Regions from separate parts of the Mus musculus genome. Here region 2 is linked to region 1. Evidence: chromatin contacts called from public Hi-C data. All regions are on one chromosome and are shown on one strand. Each heading gives the region's core, a stretch centred on a gene start, on an enhancer-like site or on the middle of the called end of the contact. The rest is flanking DNA. Distances are from core to core; before and after follow the strand shown. Region 1 overlaps Lpar3 (lysophosphatidic acid receptor 3). Region 2 has its middle 17 kb from the start of Gm40167.

Region 1 (2,640 bases), core at 95-2,594:
TTCTCTTCTAGCAATCCCAACCCCAGCTTCTATGCCTGAAAGACAATATTTAAAACTGGAAGGAGCTTTGGGGACTTCCAATTTAACACCATGTTTAGTGATCCACAAAGGGAATGAGATTCTATGGTTAGCTCCCCAGAAGTCGGCTCTGCTGTGTGTGTTTTTAATTCTCTTCGGGACACAGTGAGATGCTTCGTGTTATAGGGTAATGCTGAGGCTATTTTTATCCCAGATTTTAATGAGTCTCGAGTTTGTCAGTAAGTCACCTTCATGGGTGTCTTCTTGGAGTTTACCTTCAGTCTGCTTGTTCCACAGTGAGGAAAGGAGCACCCATAGTCTTATGCCCGTCACTGGAGTGATCAGAGGACTAGCGAGTTAACAAGCATAAGACAAATGCCTTGCCAAGGCTCATAAAAAACAGAGCTCAGAGAATGCTCTGGCCTGCATGGACCGATGGCTGCAGGTGAACAGCATCACAGTTGTCACATATACTGGGGCCTTGGTCCCAGACCATCTTAACATGAGGTGGGCATATTCTCAGAGGGCCCAGGAAGGCAGGGCATCAGAACTGACCCACCGACCCATTGTGACTTTTAGCATTTGTAAAAAAGCATCAATATACTGGTTTTCACAAGGAACTTCACACAGTTGGAGGCATATAGAGATATTGGAACTTAGTTCGGCTTGTACAAATGCAACCAGGGGTAGCTCTGTTATAGTATTCAGACTTGGGGCTCCTCAAAGTCACAAACAGGCCCCTCACCTACCACTCAGTTGCAGCAAAATTGTTTTTCACCATGAAATTTCAATAGCTTGTTTTCGAAAAAATTTTTTTTCTTTCCAAGATATCACTTTTGATACCAGACTAATTTCTCTCAACACAGACTGATCAGAACTGCACAGGCAGTGCTTCACACTTAAAGAGATGGGGTCTTGTTCGACCTGTGCCTAGATTCAAACATGGACCTGGTTAGGTATGGGTGAGACGTTCAGTAAGAACAATGCAAGGAAGGCAGGCAAGGCTTGTAGACTCAGGATCTTAGAACTGCCGGGGGAACACTCTTCCTTTGCATTTATTCCCCTCACACACTAAAGGCTGGATTTTCTGAGCAGTCTCCATGAACTCTGTAACCCCTCCAATCATCATTTCCAAATATACAGGAATTCCCTATTCTTGTGCCGCTCTCGAGATGTAAGTGAGCATAAACACAAAAGCTATCTATTTCTACCCTGTGTTTCCACATTTTGGATCCCCTCCAGACACCATTCCGAATAGGACACTCGGATGCAGGGCACTAAAAATGGTTCTTGCCTCAAAATAAAACCTTTAAAGATCCCTTAGTAGCTATTCAGGGACTGGAATTCAATTTCCATTCTCCACCCTTTGGCCAGCTGTAGATTCAGAATGCTCACATAAAACACTGAGTGCATGCTTCATGGCAAATTTGATTTTTTTTTCTTCTACAATACAAGTGTGAGTCACAGTTACCACATGCTGTATTTTTGCTTAGATAATATACAGAGCAATAATGGCCCTCATCAAGGGATAACAGGTCCTCGCAAATTATTATTTTATAGGTAGCTTTCACATAAGCTTTGCGTACACCTACCTACTGCATCAAGCATGTAAAAATCTAAGACTTCAAATCATAACGCTCTATATTTTAGGCCATTATATCTCAAAGCATAGCTTCTTAAAATATTTTATTACAAGTAGTTTGTGCACATAAATGTTACATCACAACAGCAGAGGGGAGAGAGAGAGAGAGAGAGAGAGAGAGAGAGAGAGAGAGAGAACATGTAAACGTTTGCAAGCTACATAAATACCATAGTGCCTGCCTTGAAGTTATTCTTACTTTGTCAGAATACACTCTAAACGTCTTACACCGAAAACACTGGTCAGTAGCCTATGTGTATGAACACTATTTTTGTTTTTAACTGATCTACCTTTCAGAGGTCTTTGAAGGAGAAAAATACAAGATCAAAATGCAGTCCACAAGATAGAATACGCTGGCAGCTTTGGTTAAAATACTCGATGTGCAATTACTTTGCACTTGGGATCCAGCAAGCCCCTCAGCGGTATCCTGATAACCAAGACTGAAGATCTAATCGTGCTCATATTTGACGCTATTTGGAAGAAGTTCAACCTACCGGTCAATATCATCACTTACTCTACTATACAGTTGCCCACCTAGCTCCTGGCCATGGCTTCTCTGAGGAAATCAAAGTTCACTGCTAAAATATTTTTCTGAACATTTTAAACCCATGCGGAAACAACTACAGAATCTAGTAGCCACACAATGGGGGGCTCAGGTACCATTATTTACTACTTTCTTTTGACCTAGGACTTTCAACACCATCATTGAAAACACACAGACAATGGTGGCAAGATGGTGACAGAGCCCAGCATGGCTCTCGCAAGAGCTGGAGGATGTTGGGAGCGGATCACAGACAAGCCGGAACCCACTGCTCATCTCTCCCTTTCCTGTGCGCTTTTACTAAACGCCGTAAATCTATTTTCCTTGACCATGAAAACTTAAAAGCCCCAGAAGTGATGCATGGAGCCCTCAAACAACCCTGTCCACGTGCTTTGTGAGACAGGTGAGGACGCTTAACAGCTCTTTCCCCAGGGGAAGAGGG
Region 2 (2,640 bases), core at 58-2,557, 43 kb before region 1:
CAGAGAGCTCTGTTTCTCACCATTTTCTCTATCTCACAGGTTTTCATACTCCTGTGTCCATTCAAGTTTCTATTGGCTGCCAACTCCTGACGTGGAGTGCTGTGTAATGCTTGCATAGTTTGGAGGCAGTGAGACTGGTTCCGGCTTGGGAGTTCTGCGGGGTGATCAGGACCTTTTCTCTCTCTGTCTGCATGTCAGCACGTGGTTTCCATACCTACAGCTGCTTCATGTTTCACATGCATCCACGATAATAGCGGCCATAAAATCTGTCTTCTAGATGGGAAGCAAAGAAAAAAGAGGGAGGGAAAAGGCTACGTCTATATTCTGTTTTTAAAAGCTTTCCTGGAAATTAACCCACCAGGTGTTGATATTCCATTGGCCAGAAGTTAATCATGTGAGAACCACTTGCCAGGGAGACTGGGAAATGTGATCTTTTTGCTCCTTATTAAGGATGTGGACAATATGGGATACTGAACAGGAACAATCACAATGTGCGGGACCTTGCCTTCATTTTACTTATCCAGAGTCACCTACAAGAGTCTTTTAAAATCACAGTATCTGATTTTTGTGGATTTTCCCTTAACTCCTCATTTATTAATTATAATTGAATAAGGAAGAGCTGCTCCTTCCTCCTGGGAACACAATTCTTTATTTATAATGGTATCGATTCTTCTCTGATCCCTTTAACAAGAGAATGGTCTTTGGAAAAGAAGAACCAAGTGCTTCCAGCATTACCTATCTCCCTAAGATGGTTTGAAATAACAATACAGCTAGCTACAAGCTTTAAGAAATGTGGGCATCACCAAGGCCACACAAGCACCCAGTGTCCTCACACAGCTCAAAAGTGGCAGGAAAAGAAAAAGGTCACATCAGGGTAGATCCACTAGTGTAAATTTCTCATTTGTCAAAAATATGAATTCATAGTTGGCAAGAAAAAAGAGCCAGTTGAGCTAGACAAATATGATTTCTGTTGACAGGATATTAGGTAAAATAACTCACACAAACTAACTAAGGTGGCACCCAGTAAATATTTTTAATAGTTTTTGTTGAAAGGGCTATCATCATTCAAGCACTTCTTGGTCTCTGAGACGTGTGGGTGGCTTAGTTGTTTTGTAAGACCTTTTTGAAACATGATAGGGTATATGAAAATTTAAAAGACCGCGTCTTAGTTACTTTTCTACTGCTTAACAACGTGGCCAAGACAGGTTATAGAAGGAAGGTTATACTTGGGCTACAGTACCAGACGGGTAAAGGTCTATGATGGCAGAGGGGCAGAGCCGCGATGGGCGGAGCCGCGATGGGCGGAGCCGTAGCAGGAAGCTGAGAGCTCACTTCTTCAAACTGCAAGCAAGAAGCAGAGAACGCCAACTCAAACTGGCCAAGGCTTTAAGCTCTCAAAGTCCACATTTGCTCTCCAGCAAGGCCGTAACTCCCAAGCTGCCCCTAACAGTACTGCAAACTGGTGTCCAAGTATTCAAATACTGGAGACTTTGGGGGAACATCTCATTCAATCCATCACAATCATAAATATTTTTAAAATAAAAATGATAGTAAGTCCACTTTCTGATGAATGTCTATGGTCTTTGGGTGGGAATTTGATGATGGAGTCGTTCCTCCTCTTTTTGTTTAGAAAGCCTAGACATCAAGGTTTGGGAACCTGGCAAATGGGCTTGGATTCGGGTCTGCTGGCTAGAGTCTCCATCTGCATTTGACCTGCACATTTGCTGGTCAGCCGGGGTAAGGACGTAAGGGGTGGGATCGAGGACATAAGAGGGTTAGAATTATGAGTCCGAAGCCTTTGGGTCATCTCAGAGGTGTCTACCGCGAGACTGGCAACTGCACGTTTAAATTTTAATTTGAAATGCCACGTTCACCTCCTTATTGTATTTTCGCCGAGAATACAAGACGAGCATACCTAAAGAGGGGGAAACGGAGTGGCTTGTTGAACAAGATTGTTCTAGAAGTTGGGATCCTGATTTGTAGTCTTGATCAGAGTGCTAGAGGCTGTTCGCATCAGTTTAGCTCCTTCATTTCCCTGAGATCTTTTCTCACAGAACCTGTCCTGCTCTGAAAACCTGTCTAGGATTTCCCTAAGAGTGCCTTGGGCTGCCTGCAGTATCTTCAGTAGAACTCTTTTGCCACCTAGTGGCCAAATTAAAGATCTTCGCCTTACCGTATCTTCTGCTTCCAGGTCCCTCCTTGATTGCAGCAAAAAGAACAAAGCCATTTTAGACTTTCCTCCGCAAGAATGCGGCAAACTGCCAGAGCTGGGAGGAACAAATGTTTAATTCATGTCCTTGGAAGCTCCGCTGGGTGAACAAACACAGCGCCGCTTCCTAAGGCAGAGGCCTTGGTGCAGTGGGCATGTGGTTACAAAGCGGTTCCTGACGGCGAGAACACCCAGCGAGGTGCCCTGATAAATGTAACCCCAAGGAGATGTGTTTGGGTTACTCCCTGTGAGCTAATCTGTTACACGCTGGTCCTTAATGCTTTCAGCTGCTCCCAGTTAATACTCATTAAGCATGCATGCAGTGCCTGTCCCTCTCTAGACATCTGAAATAGAGAGGGGTGAGAGGGTCCCCTCGGGTCTCCTGCTGATCTGGAGTCATCTTTCACCCAACAGTGGTCCCTATAGGGTTG

What was found. A called contact is a pair of places that touch in the nucleus more often than the background predicts.
Region 2: a contact with region 1 is called in a Hi-C map of cortical neurons, with 2.2 times the contacts expected there. The contact joins two enhancer-like sites. A contact is called at or near these places in 1 of 15 datasets of contacts at CTCF or cohesin (the NIH/3T3 cell line) and 6 of 484 Hi-C or Micro-C datasets (the C10 cell line, the HL-1 cell line, cerebral cortex and 3 more).

The regions. Positions count from the first base shown.
Region 1 is chr3:146,285,010-146,287,649 of GRCm38.p6, reverse strand. It overlaps Lpar3 (lysophosphatidic acid receptor 3), which reads right to left. Exons shown (of 3, transcript NM_022983.4): 3 at 1,436-2,640. Among named protein-coding and RNA genes, the nearest start is that of Gm40167, 60 kb to the left of the region's middle. Within about 2 kb of position 1,344, at least 1 of the 459 cell types and tissues checked has an H3K27ac peak or open chromatin away from gene starts, as enhancers often do. A contact at or near this core is called in cortical neurons, where this site is marked.
Region 2 is chr3:146,327,633-146,330,272 of GRCm38.p6, reverse strand. No RefSeq gene overlaps it. Among named protein-coding and RNA genes, the nearest start is that of Gm40167, 17 kb to the left of the region's middle. Within about 2 kb of position 1,307, at least 118 of the 459 cell types and tissues checked have an H3K27ac peak or open chromatin away from gene starts, as enhancers often do. A contact at or near this core is called in cortical neurons, where this site is marked.